3 separate regions of the Mus musculus genome follow, and all the other regions are linked to region 1. Evidence: chromatin contacts called from public ChIA-PET and HiChIP or PLAC-seq data. All regions are on one chromosome and are shown on one strand. The core of a region is the stretch at or near the end of the contact, and the rest is flanking DNA. Distances in the headings are between cores, read along the strand shown. Region 1 holds the start of Rspo3 (R-spondin 3). Region 2 has its middle 23 kb from the start of Gm46219. Region 3 overlaps Gm46219 (a long non-coding RNA gene).

Evidence for each region. ChIA-PET counts read pairs in DNA pulled down with a chosen protein or histone mark. HiChIP or PLAC-seq counts read pairs in DNA pulled down with a chosen protein or histone mark.
Region 2: a contact with region 1 is called in an H3K4me3 HiChIP or PLAC-seq map of embryonic limb bud, with 2.4 times the contacts expected there. The contact joins the enhancer-like site here to the promoter of Rspo3 in region 1. A contact is called at or near these places in 6 of 39 promoter capture datasets (the 3T3-L1 cell line, cranial neural crest, embryonic stem cells and 3 more), 2 of 115 datasets of contacts at active chromatin or transcription factors (embryonic limb bud and embryonic stem cells) and 1 of 9 other capture datasets (pancreatic islet).
Region 3: a contact with region 1 is called in an SMC1A ChIA-PET map of the G1E-ER4 cell line, with 6 read pairs. The contact joins the enhancer-like site here to the promoter of Rspo3 in region 1. A contact is called at or near these places in 9 of 39 promoter capture datasets (the 3T3-L1 cell line, cranial neural crest, embryonic stem cells and 5 more), 1 of 15 datasets of contacts at CTCF or cohesin (the G1E-ER4 cell line), 4 of 484 Hi-C or Micro-C datasets (embryonic stem cells, nephron progenitors and uterus), 1 of 115 datasets of contacts at active chromatin or transcription factors (embryonic forebrain) and 1 of 9 other capture datasets (embryonic stem cells).

The regions. Positions count from the first base shown.
Region 1 is chr10:29,533,299-29,537,648 of GRCm38.p6, forward strand. It overlaps Rspo3 (R-spondin 3), which reads right to left and starts at 2,569. Exons shown (of 5, transcript NM_028351.3): 1 at 1,934-2,569. The coding sequence starts at 2,030.
Region 2 is chr10:29,723,234-29,727,583 of GRCm38.p6, forward strand. No RefSeq gene overlaps it. Among named protein-coding and RNA genes, the nearest start is that of Gm46219, 23 kb to the left of the region's middle. Within about 2 kb of position 1,973, at least 2 of the 459 cell types and tissues checked have an H3K27ac peak or open chromatin away from gene starts, as enhancers often do. A contact at or near this core is called in embryonic limb bud, where this site is marked.
Region 3 is chr10:29,691,876-29,696,225 of GRCm38.p6, forward strand. Gm46219 (a long non-coding RNA gene) reads right to left here. Exons shown (of 2, transcript XR_001779752.2): 2 at 1,242-2,767. Among named protein-coding and RNA genes, the nearest start is that of Gm46219, 8.4 kb to the right of the region's middle. Within about 2 kb of position 1,741, at least 11 of the 459 cell types and tissues checked have an H3K27ac peak or open chromatin away from gene starts, as enhancers often do. A contact at or near this core is called in the G1E-ER4 cell line, where this site is marked.

The DNA of each region.
Region 1 (4,350 bases), core at 1,319-3,818:
ATAACAAACTTTCTTTGCTTTCTTTTATTTCTTTCAGAAACAGAAGCCCCCGCACCCAACCAAAAACTCAGGTACCAGTGATGCTGAGACACAGGACCCTGCCCCACCCCGGCAAGTGTGTAGCTCCGGGGTCCGGGACACTACAGAATGGAGTAGACTGGGATAAGCCTATTGGCATGAGCTATGCGGGGCAAACAGCCGTGTTCTTCCTAGCTTCGCTTTCCTCACTGGCCCCGAAACTCAGTGCCCAGCGGACCAAGCTGGCCAGGAGTGGCGATGTGGCCCCCCAGGCTGCCGCTTCAGTATACCGCAGCAGCAGGGCCTGAGCGATAGAGTGGGTGGGAGGGTTCCAAAGAATACAAACCACTCAGAGGCCAAGAATAATAAATCGGATGCCCTGACATGTTTAGTTTAGGCTCTCCTGCGCTGAGAAGCGATCCTAGAGGCAATAGGGCCAACTCGGACTCCAAGCTTCTGGTATTCCCGCCCAGCCACGATTTTTAAAGGCAATTTTCAGGTGAATCAAACTTTGTCTGGCTTGGGCTAGAGGTACAAAGGGAGCTTTCAGGGGACCCTCACGTCCTGGGCCAGGACAGAGACAAACAGTGGAGAGAGGAGATTGCTAAATTTCCACCCCACACAAGTGGTCCTGTGTCCTAAGAGCTACCAACATCCCTGCCTCAAGGGTTTTGTGGGCTGGACACTTGGGAAAGAGATCTCATCTGGGAACCAGACAAGGTCATGGGCTGAACAACCCCCCAGATCCAAGCTACCAAAGCAATTGCTTTACTGGTTTTTTTCTGTTAGTTTTCCTTAGTAACTACCCCAGGGGGGCCAAGAGCCCTCGGTAGAGTCAGGGTTGTCCTTAGCTCTTCGAAAGGACAACCTTTGCGGGCACTGACAACAGCGTGCTGGGCCACCCGGGAACAAAAAGAGAAACCACCCTTACATCTGTTCCCGAATCTCTGAAAGATGCGGGCATGCCTTGCACCAATTTAGGTGGAGGCTGCCCTGAGGCATCCATTTAATTCCAGCAAAGGCACAGTTTCACACAGCCAGGACATAATACTCTCCTGTGTAATAGACTGAAGAGCAGAGAGGAGATGTGCTGGGGGAACCCGACTCTCAGTATGCGCCTGTCTCAGGGGACCCCCTTTAAAGAGTCTGAGGTGGCCAGAGCATTCACGTGGGGACAGGCAAGGCGTGAAAGTGACTGAAGTTCGGAACCTCTGGAGTTCCTCTGACTTCCAACCCCAGAGGATGGGACATGGGGCAACTCAGCAGACAGTCGTGGAAGCCCTGGCGCCTCAGCGCCACTCCACTCGTGCGCTTCGTGGGAAGCTGCAGCGCGGGAGCTTGCTCACTGTCCCTTGGGCCCGCCCCAGGTTGATTGACTAGACTACCATAAAACAACCTAGGGGGAGGGGCAGCCAAGGTTCCCGGAGCCAGGCGGGAATTTGGGATGATCCCAGTCTCCTTGCCTGCCATTATCAAACAACCCAAAGGCAGGGAGACCCAACTGCCTGGGGCTCTAGGCCTCCGTCGGAGCCTCAAAGGAAAGCACAAATCCCTACAGCGAATCTAGGAAAGAAAGAAAGATTTCCAGATCCTGATTTACAGGGGGGGGGGGGGGGGGGGGGGGGCAGACTAGCACCGGGTGCACCGACTCCAGTACTGGTTTGTGTACTGGAGTAGAAGAGCCAGTGCCCCGAGTTGCTATCTCCTGTGGGAGGCATAGGGTGTAGGTTGAAAAGACTGTTTCCTCCAGCAGCTGGGTCTGGGCAGGCAAAACCAGCTGACAGGTGAATGTGGTGGAAGGGAGCAAAGACATAACGCAAAGCAAAACCAAAACAACAACAACAAAAACAAACAACAACAATACCCCCTCCTCTCCCACTCCCCCCCCCAAAAAAAAAGAAAACCCCAAACTTACTTCTTCGCTGGCGCCTTCCTCGGGAGGCGTTTTGGCTGCCAATGTATTCCATAAAGTTCAAAATGATAAAAAAACAAGAAATCAGTCGCAAGTGCATAGTAACCCTGTAATGTTTCCCTTTTTTCTCTCCTTTTTCTTTTCACTGTTAGTTATATTTAATGTTTTTTTTTAAAGAAAAATATGTATGTAGGTGTTAGGCGAGTCTATACGAAGAGTAGAAAAACCAGAGCAGCGGGACTTCTCCACTGAGATCCAACAGGCGTGCTGTGATGGCAAGCGAAGCGGGACGGGTGGACCGGGAAACCAACAATTGCATTCTCAAATTGTCCGAACACAGCCGGCTGCTCTGGGGTGGCTGTCATCGCCGCGAGCGAAGGTTGCAGGAGCCTCCTGGCTGGCCGCAGGTTAGCCTCGGTTGCACAGCAGCGGCGGCTGCGGGCGGAATCCAGGCGAGCAGTGGCCCCTGGGGCTCAGAGGCTGCAGCGGCTGCGGCTGTGGCAGGGACCCCGGGAGCGCAGGGAAGCGGACGCCGTGGGTACCGCAGCCATGGTCAAGGGGCGCTGGAGAGACCCGAGCTGCTTCTGGCGTTCTGAGCAGGAGCCGCTCCAGTGTTGGGCCGGGCTAGGAGCACCCCATAGGGAAGGAGGAGGAGGGAGGGGGAGACGGGATGGCTGCGGGGGGCGGGGGGAGCTCGGGGACGGGGAGGAGCAACAACCCGGAGCGACCTCAATAACTTTCAATTTCAAGAGGGAAAGAGGGAGCTGGAAAAGTACAGGCGTTGCGATTTGGCAGATGGACGGGAAGAGGCGCCTAAGGGGTCCCGGGTCTGTGGCGGAGCATCTCTGGACTCAGCAAAGACGGCGGGAGAACGGGAGCAGGGTTGGGGGAGGGACAATTTGAACCCGGCAAGGTGGGCGCACTGGGGTTTGGTGGTTTCTGTCCCAGCTGTACCAAATACCCCAGACCCAATGCTTCTGTTGTCCTTGGCCTCTGGCAGATCTAACCACATAGTAGTGGCCATGTCCTTCAGTTCTTCAGAGACCCTGCCTCACTCCAGCAACTGCTCTTGGGAAGTTCACCACTCGACTCTCTTGTTCCTAATTTCTTGGGATTTCTGGATACAGATGCCCTCTCAACTCTTAGCCTTTCTCAGTGTCTCTCTGTTGCTTTAACCCTCCCCTCCCCCCCAACTCCCTCCCCCCCCTTTTTCCAGGGAAAGTAGCTGTGGTTGTGTTGTGTGGTCTCAAGGGGCTTAGGTGGGAGTTTACCCTTCAACTTGAAGGTGCTTTACCTGATCCTAAGGGGAGGACCCAGAGGTGTGAGCTCTCTGGGTAACCTGGATGGAAAAGCAATTGTACTGTGGCTTTCTTCCAAGCCCAGCCTTTGCTCTGCAAGATCCCCCCTCCCTCAGGCACTTCCCTAAGTAGTCACTGTTAAAGAGTGTTAATCTCTCTCTCTCTCTCTCTCTCTCTCTCTCTCTCTCTCTCTCTCTCTCATCTTCTTATGCTGTTGAGAGGATCTGTTGTACATTCTGGTTTCTCATCTGGGGGACTGAGAATACTATGTGGAAAGATTGTCTCCATTTGGTGATAATGAGTAAAGGTCCATTTCCATTTCTTGCTTCTGTTTCCAGAGCAAGGGGAGTGGGAGTAGAGGGCTCTTGGCAGTAGAGAGAGAGAGAGAGAGAGAGAGAGAGAGAGAGAGAGAGAGAGAATCAGGTTCTCAGGTTAAACCACTACCAGGGAAAAGACCAGGCCCTGGGATGACTTCCGCTGTTGGGCATCCTACCTCTTCTTCTGTAGCACAGACACTTATAGTTACTGAATTGTTTTGTTGGAGGTCACAAGCCTCAAAGCATTTTTAATGTAAACCTGTCCTAAGGGTGCTGATGAGTATTCTGAAGGATTCTTTTGTAATGCTAAAGCTTTATGCAGCATTGGATTACAGGCAGGCCACTTTGAAACCAACTGAGATTTGCAGGAGTGCCTTCAATGTATGCGTTGATAAGTTAGAGGAGAAGCAAATGCCACAGCTCCTGCCTGTCTCATTGAAAAGCACCCCAGGTTCCAGGTCTCTGGAGCCTGTTATGTAGCCCAAGATTGGGGCTGAGATGGAATGGCCTGGATACAAAAGTCAGGAGACCTCGAATAGTTTTTCTTTGCAAAGCTTTAAAACACAGAATCTGAGATGCTGGCCTTTTGTTGCTAAGTCATTATTAAATGTTTTGCCTACTTTTACTGGAAGTTTGAAAACAGGCATACTATTCTCTAAGTATGAAGAAAGCAGTGACCCTTTCAGAGTATGATTTGTCTTACTTGGTTTTAAGAATTCCCATTTACACACAGATTCTTTTTCTGGAATAAAACTTCTGGACAGTAGCAGGAGCTGCATGAGATGCACAAGGGTGCATACCCACA
Region 2 (4,350 bases), core at 723-3,222, 190 kb after region 1:
TGGGGAAACCAGGGCAGAAACTCAACAGTAATTGAAGTAGAAACCATGGAGCAAGGCTGCTGGCTGGCTCAGCCATTGGCTTACTCAGCTAAATCTCTTATGCAGTCCAGACCTATGAGCCTAGGGATGGTGTTGCCCACAGTAGAGTGGGCTGTCAATCAAGAAATATCTCACAGACATAGCCACAGGCTAATATATCTGTCATGTCTTGATTGATGTTCCCACTTTCTAGTGATTCTAGGTTCTACCAAGTTGAGAATAAAATCTAATGAACATAAAGAAGAGGGGGAGTCAACATATGGATTAGTAAGTTAACAAAAGAGAGAAGAAACATGAAATTGGGAGGGAGACATATTAGATGGTCGCAGAGAAAGTTGGGAAAGGGGGGACTTTGGGTGATATGCTCAAAATCCATCTTATAGACCCTACCAGGCTTCCCGTCATGACAATAAAGGACTGAACCTCTGAAACTGTAAGCCAGCCTCAATTAAATGTTGTGCTTTATAAAGGTTGCCTTGGCCATAGTGTGTTGCGCGCGCTCAACAGGCCAGGAAGAACGACGCTGCTACAGGATCCTTCTGCACACGTTTATTCAGTCCTGTTTCTTCTTTCTCTATATTTCCCTTGTTTATATCGCCCTTGTTTATATCTCTCCCTTGTTTATATCTCCCTTGTTTATATATCTCCCTTGTTTATATCTCCCCACTAATAGTAATCCTCTCTCGAATAATAATCCTCCCTCTAGCCTGGGCCTCTCACTCTTTTATACTCTCATCCACGCACAGCAGGCCACGCCGCCTCTCCAGGCACGCAGCCTCAGCTAATCAGGGCAGCAGGGGCAAATCTCCACCAAATTGGATTCACCGGTATCCTGGTGCACCTGCGCAGCTCTCAAGATGTTTGTGGCTTATATGAGGAAGTCAGGTGCAAGTCATACGACTTAGCTGCAGTCCCTGGCACCTTTGGGACTGCCGCCACACCCGCTCCCCACAATAGTGTCTCTTCATGGCAATGGAAATCCTAACTAAGACAATTAGTAGTAGAAATATACATATACGTATACATATACATCATATACATATACATATACATATACATCATATACATGTACATGTACATGTACATGTACATATACATATACATATACATATATATATATACGTATATGTAAAGGTATCGTGATGTCCGTCATGTCAGGTCTAAAAGAGATTTTAAGAAAGAGATGTGTTTATGTCTTATGAGGCAATAGTAAAAGTGTATTCTTTTATTAACCTTTGATGCTGGTAGAAATGTTATTTAACAAAGCCAATAGTCATTACTTTCTTCATGGAATAATTTCTAGGCACACAGTTAAGAAAAATTTGACTTGGGAAAGTTCTTTAAGCATCATTGAATGTTTCCAGCCTAAACACCCAAGAATGGAATTTTCTGTTATTCAAAGACACCAATGTTTATCACTGTTCCCAGCCTTTTAACATCAGAGACGGGCAGTTTATTGCTGTTTTATTCTCAGTTAATTCTGTATAACTCAAACATGAATGTGTAAACAGTTAATAACTGACTATGAGCAAATGAATGCAATCCTTAATCTAGAACCATTTATTTTGTTGTAGCTTTTTTTCTTTTTTTGAGAAAACATCTTTATTTCCTTAACAACCTTTGTTATCCCCACTAACCTTGTTCACAGTTAGTTTTAAGGTTTCACTTGCTCAGACTGACACCTGCAAATAGCTTTAACTTTCTGCCAGCTTCTCACCAAAATACATCGAAAACAATTTCCATGGTAATTGGGCCCTTTTAGATCCTTTAATATGTTTCTTCTTTCCTTTCTTCAACTAATTGTTCTAAGTTTTTTGTTTCTGAAATTTTTAAGCAGACTGAATTTTTCTAATGTTCTGTGTAATTTAATATGTCTCATAAAAGAAAACAAATATACCAAGAGACTATGTAAGTTGCTAAGAACCTCAGTTTATCACGTTATTGAGCTATATATTTGCCTTCCAACTGTGCTGTCATTTAGATGGAAAACTACTGATTCTACAGCCTCTTGTATTTAATTCTGCAATTAGAATATGAACTTTTAAACCAAAAATGCAGTAAAGTATTGGTAAACAGTAAAGGCAGCACATATCCAAGAGTGCTCATATTTAAGGCATGTGAAGCTGCACAGAAGAGAGCTTATTTTATATTAGTCTTTTGTATTTTTATATTTGACTGATTGAGTCAATGGAAACCAGCCCTAATTGTTGCTTTATAGGCGAACGATGGTTTCCATCACTGGCACATACTGAACCAAGCCTTCAGGGAGTACAACGGGGCTGGCCTCCTGTTTTCTGTTACTCTGCAAATCAAAAAAAGATTGGTAGTTTTGATGAATCTTTTATTTCTTTTGGTTGCCTACACAACACTCTGCCAAATTACTTTACAATAAATAATAAAAGTCAATGAGAACTATGTGTTTATTCTTGCCACCAACTCAAATAAAGGATTTTCAGTAAATGAGTTATTTCAAGTAAAGCACGGAGTTTAAAGAAAATTATTAAAAGCAAATTTGCCTTACAGTTTTATGTTAATAGGATGTATAAAACTGGAGAATAAGTTCAACTCATGTTGATGTTGTTTTAAAGATTATAGAACAATCTAAAGGTAACAAAACAATTCTAAATGTATGACTTTATCTTACAAAATGTTATTTAATGAATAAAACTTACCATGAGGATAGCATAATGCATTCAAATTCTCCATAATACTGTACCTCAGAAATCTAATTCATTGGGTATGCTAGAATAACATTGTTTTTAAATGCACTAAAATAAAACAAGCATTAGATGCTAAATGAGAAAAGACTGCACTTAATAGTAAACAGAACTTAATGTTGCCATACACACTTTCTCAATGGGAAAATACATTAATGAGGTCATTTTAATGCAAGGACATGGGGAACATCAAAGTCTGATTACTAGTAAGTACATGTCTACTTCTCTTCAAAACACGGCATTCTTCGTATCCATTGTGGTTGCTATGGGTTCCTTGCCATTACTAGTCACTGTCCCTTTTTTCACTTATAAAGAAGTCATGATGGGGAATGATTAAAAATCATTAGCCCATGATATAGGATATCTGTGTCTATGCCAAGATTTAGCTCATCATAGGAATTATTTCACATCAGAAAGCCATGACTGTACCTCTTTGCCTTTCTGTGGGGAGTGGTGTAGACCCACAGAAGCTTGCTGACCAAAGAATGAGCAAATGTGACATCTGGAAGCTATTTCAATCTTACAGGACATTCATGGAAGTGTGTTTGGGTAATTAATTGATTTAGCACATTTAAGGGATGTTCCTTCTCAATTACAATGCTGACTGTGAACTAATGGCTCAGTAAAGAAGCAATGCATGCTCCATGGCTAGGAGTGCCATTGTGCTGGTTCCTTCTCCCTCTTGGATGATACAGGCACTTAAGCTGGGGTTTAAGCTGTAAAATGTGTCTTAAAATGCCAGTCAATGGGATACTGGATAACTTTCTAGAAATTTTCAAAAGATCTGCTCCTAATACATTAAATTATATGGCTTCAGATGTATTTAGTTATTTTGCTTTACTATTACAGTGACTTGCCTCACCTAGTAATTCAAACACCTCTTAAATTACCAAACAACCATTAGGATATGCATAGATTTTATAAGCCGAAGGTTACAAGAGTACTTTACAGAGTCGGAATTTTTAGAACTCAAAAGGCTTCCTTTAAAAAAGGATTGGCAAGTTCCCGCGCTACACCCAGCTACTCTCAGACCCCGCAGTCTCGCTGGCCTGTTCTTATCTAGTGCAGAGCTCCAAAATCTTTCCACCTAGCTTGCTAAATTCCCACTGGCAGGTCGTTACAACTCCAGCCTCAGGTTTCAAAACCCTGAGGTCCTTTGTGGTGCACAACCGGCAAGCCCACACTTTCTCTCTTGAACCCAGTCAAAGTGTCCTGTGAAGGAAAACGCCTGCAAACTTTGTTCGGAAACAACGGTAACTCAATCACTGGGCACAGCAACTAGAATCCTAATCTTGTAAACCATATTAAATCTAAATCCACCAGGATTCACCATATAAGCCGGGAGACACTAGTAGCTACATCTTGTCTTCTCGCTATCCTATCCAAAAAGCCCCTAAGTTTCTCCTGCTTCCTCTCTTCCTCTGTCCAACCCAGAATCCCTGTCTACTCACCCAGAGATTGATTCCTTTCTTCATTAGGAGATGGTTCACAAGAAGTCACACGAGTTTGTAACTCATTCCTTGTTCCAGACAACCCCTCCGGGAAAGCAGAATTAACATCAAACTACAACAGCCCTAGGGCCATCCACTACATT
Region 3 (4,350 bases), core at 491-2,990, 160 kb after region 1:
TTTTAGAAGTGTGGTCCATAAAGGTCTGGTGGCTGGCTGTCTGAGCAGGAAGCTGGCTGGTCATTATTTTGCAAACAGGAAACCTAGTGAATCAAGAAGTAGAGCAAGATGATTAATTCTGTAGGACCCACCCTCAGTGATGTACCTCTGTCAGCAAAGCCGCTCATCTTGAAATTTCTATAACCTCCCACAAACAGCAGCTTCAGCCAAGGACTCAAATGCAGGGGCCTGTGTGGGAGGTTTCTCACTCAAACCACACTCCAGTCACCCAGCTACTCATGACCGTGCCAGGACACTATTGACTTTGGAAATAACTTTTGCTAAATGTATTTTTCTCTTATTATTTTGATGAAAAGAAAAATAAAAAGTTGAAGATTTCTATTCTAACTGGTATGGCTACCAGATATGTTATTGTTTCCCTAAACTTATTCTCTAACGTGATGTAAAGGACAGAGATGAGATGATACAATCATTGTGAAAATGGAAAATCCTGACGAAGTCTCTTGTGTAAACTGGGAAGTCTATTTGAGTGAGTAGCCACATTAGCATCCCTAGGTATTTCTGGGACTGCCACCAGATATAAATAAACAAATAAAAATTAGAAGTCAGACGTTTTCTTCTACTGTTATATAAATCAATAAACCAAAGTCCTAAATCCCTGACAACTTGAAACACAGCTGAGTTGATTTCCAGGTGAAAATTTTTAAGGCAAACTCCCTAATCTATCATCTTTGGAGACTTGATCTCCACCACATTTACCTTGGTTAAATGATCAAAGACTCGATCCAGATGAACTGGTTGCTGTTGTACCTAGTGCTTTAACCTGGTGCTGAGTATTGTCTTTGGGAGATGATAACACGGCACGCTTCAATTGTCCGGTTTTACCCAATCGAGTTGAACAAATGAGACCATGGCATTGGCTTGTAATGCTTTTCGCCATTCTGTTATCTGAAGATTTTTAGGAAAAGATAGTATGGAAAATCATATTGTTTCTTCTGTTTGTCATTTTCCCAAAGCTCTGGTTTCACAAGTGTATTTTTCACCTCCTTTCCTCTTTCACACTTTGATTTCTGTAACAGGCTCAGAGCACTTTGTAGTGTACTTTCCATGGTGTAGCTCCACTTCTTTTCCTGCGGTGAACTAGCACCCAGTTCTGCAGGCACTGTTCTGAAGACTCGGTTACTAGAATAGTTTGAAATTATCATTTTGATACTCTTCTGGATAAATGTTCTCTTTCTCTCTTTCCCTTTCTCCTGCTCTCTCTTTCCTTGAGTTTATCTACCCTCCCAGCATACAACTTCTTTCACTTAGCTCATGTACCATGCCGATAATTCTGCTCTGTACTATGTCTTAACCTTAGGTCCCTGGCTATGGATCTCTAACCTGTGGTTAATGTGGACCTTGTTAATGGAAGCCTTCCAATCACATTTGTTGAGTCTCTTCAATAACCCGTGGAAAAGGCACTGTTTCATCTGTGAAGTATGTCAGTCGTCAAGTTCTGGAAGCTTCTGAATTAGTATATCATTACACACATGCAGTGTACTTACTTTCATCTTATTGCTCTCTGTCACCTCATAGCATGCTTTTCAAGGTTTAGAAAACAGAAAGCCACCCGGTTGTTATCTGCACGGTTATGCAGCTGAGTTGAAAAGATAAAAGGTCAGAGTTAAGTCATCGTAAAGTTTATCTCCAGAGACAGAAGGGTAATACTTTTCTTCAACTGGAAAGTCATAGCATACATACACGTCTGTTTACAGAGAGCAGCCAGTGGGGCCACCAGTCAGAAGCTAGGACTAGCCAGCCCAGGATCTGGAGCTTCGGAAAGAATGGCAGAAATGTGACATGCTGAAGAGATAGCCACTATCAGATGCCATTATGGCACAGGAAGTGAGATACTCCTCTTCCTTGGTCCCCATTTCTGCTGCTGCTTTCATTAACACAAGATAAGTCGTCGGTTGTAAACGTCCTGCTGGGAAGAAATGTGGCTACGTGCAGCATAGACAAAAGACCGGAAACAGATTGCAACACAACAGAAAAAATGACCATCTCACCCCAACTGCCCCCACCATCCCTTACCTTAAGGCTGTTTCTGTTTCACTGTACAGAGCTCTAATTCTCAATTTTTCTTAGTTTGATTCCATTTCTTCATTGCTTCCCAAGAAAAATTTCTTCCTGTATTTTCTCAGTGATTATGGTGAGGGAGAGGACCAAGAGTATATGTTCAAAGAGGCACTTGACCAGGAGAGATCATATTCTCGGTTTTTGACAGGAGTCCTTGTCCAGATGTCTGCATCATCAGGTCTAGATCTGAGGTTCAGCTTTATAATAATGATGCAATTAATGTTGGCAAGGTTTTTAACAAGCTTTCTTATCTATAGAATGAGAATGATGATGATACTAACCTTAAACTTTGTTTAATAAACAAATTAAAGAGGATACCCAATATCATCACAGCCAGTGAGTTTTGATACGTGATTATTGCTATTACTGTTTTAAACATCATTATATTACTGGTTAAATAAAAGTGCTAGTAGCCTTGCTTTGTGGTGTGTGTGTGTGTGTGTGTGTGTGTGTGTGTGTGTGTGTATGTGCATGCTTGGGTATGCAGGTACATACTTGTATGTAATGCATAGGTGTGCATTGACATGTCTATAGGTACATATGTAGGCAACAGGATGACTTTGAGTGCCATCTCAGGAATGCCATCCACTTCCATTAAGATAGAGTCTGGAGCTCAACAATTAGGCCAGCAAAATCAGCAAATGTTCTAAAAAGAAGAAAATAAATACTAATTCACAATATATTTTGATATAGAAAATTCCTTAATCAAATTGCACACCCATGAAGATCATCACTGTGGAGTTAAAATGTTGCTATTTTAATATTTCAGTGGCATTTTATAAGCATGTAGCTATGAGCATTAAAGGTTGGTGATAAAGTGTCTCCTGCTATAAAAGTGTTAACTACCAGTGCGTCCAATGCAAAGATATGCATCCATTTGATACATTTCTCCTGTCCCTCTTTTTATTACTTTTTGGAAAATGGGGCTGAATGGATGCTTTGGCTCTCCTTGTTCAATTTTTCTCCTTCATGGTGTCTATTTCACAGGTTGGTTCTGCATAAAAATGATTTAACTATGTTCAATATTTTTTAAAAAACACCAATTAACATATTTGTTGGATTTTTTTAATGCCATCAAGTCTTTGGTGAGATGGAATATCCTTTTCTAAGCTTGCTTTGGCATTGGTAAAGCTCTGTATGAGCTTCACAGTGTCTTTCCTAACTTTGGAAACAGAGGATTCAGTCCTAATATCAAAAGACACTTTGAACTTCAGCATGAAAGATATGGAAGTTAGAAAGCTGTGTTATTGCCTAAAATCTATCCAGTGCTTTGAGTCCCATTTCTATCTGGTTATTATCATCTTAGTACCATCATCTACATTGCTTGTGGAAGTGTCCAATACAAAGGCTAAATTTACACTATGGGGTAACAGTGTTTCTACTGTTTCCAATATGACTGGAGTCTGAGCATTTTTAAAACCAATGCAAATATAAGCAATTTAATGGTTGCAAGTATATTCCTGTGCAATGCAGAAATTTACTTTTTCCTTGTCAGAATAAGACAAAGGAACAAAGCATCAATGGGTTGGAATGTTTGGGTAACAGGAAAGCATTCATCAGAGATTTATCGTGGAGGGAACTAATTAGAAAATGGTTAAGCACATTGATCTGACTGTAATAAGTGTCTTCTCTGTAGCTGTAAGAATGATGGCAGTTGTCTTCGGGTCATAATCTCCACAGGGAGTTTGTTGAAAGTGGTATGAAAGGACATCACAAAGACACAAAATAAAGGAAAATGATTGATGATTTGTGAGGAAAATTAAAAACTTCAACATTGTTTTCAGCATCATTTTACAATGTTTCTCCTACACAGCAATTATGTTTAGAACAGTCTAACCTTATAAGGTCCAGCATATGGACTTCATGCCACTTGCTGCATTGTTACAAAGGACAGTCTCAGTGGCAGTGTAAATTGAATTGGTTCATAAATACTTTCCTCTTTGTTGCAGTCAAATATTTTGTAGAAAGAAGTCTTTAGATACACACTTACAGCTTGTTATAGGTGCATCTGTACATCTAATAGCTTGAGCCTAGAATATTCAAGCTTCCACTCCCCCACATCTCTATCTCTCTCTAGCTAGACATCATTGTTTATTTTTCTTTTATTGAAAAGAGATTTTTTTTCCCACTCAATTTATTCTGCTTTCTCCTTCCTATCCAGATTCACATCCTTTCTGTCTCTTATTAAAAAAGAGCAGGCTTCTAAGAGACAAGAACAAAACATACCAA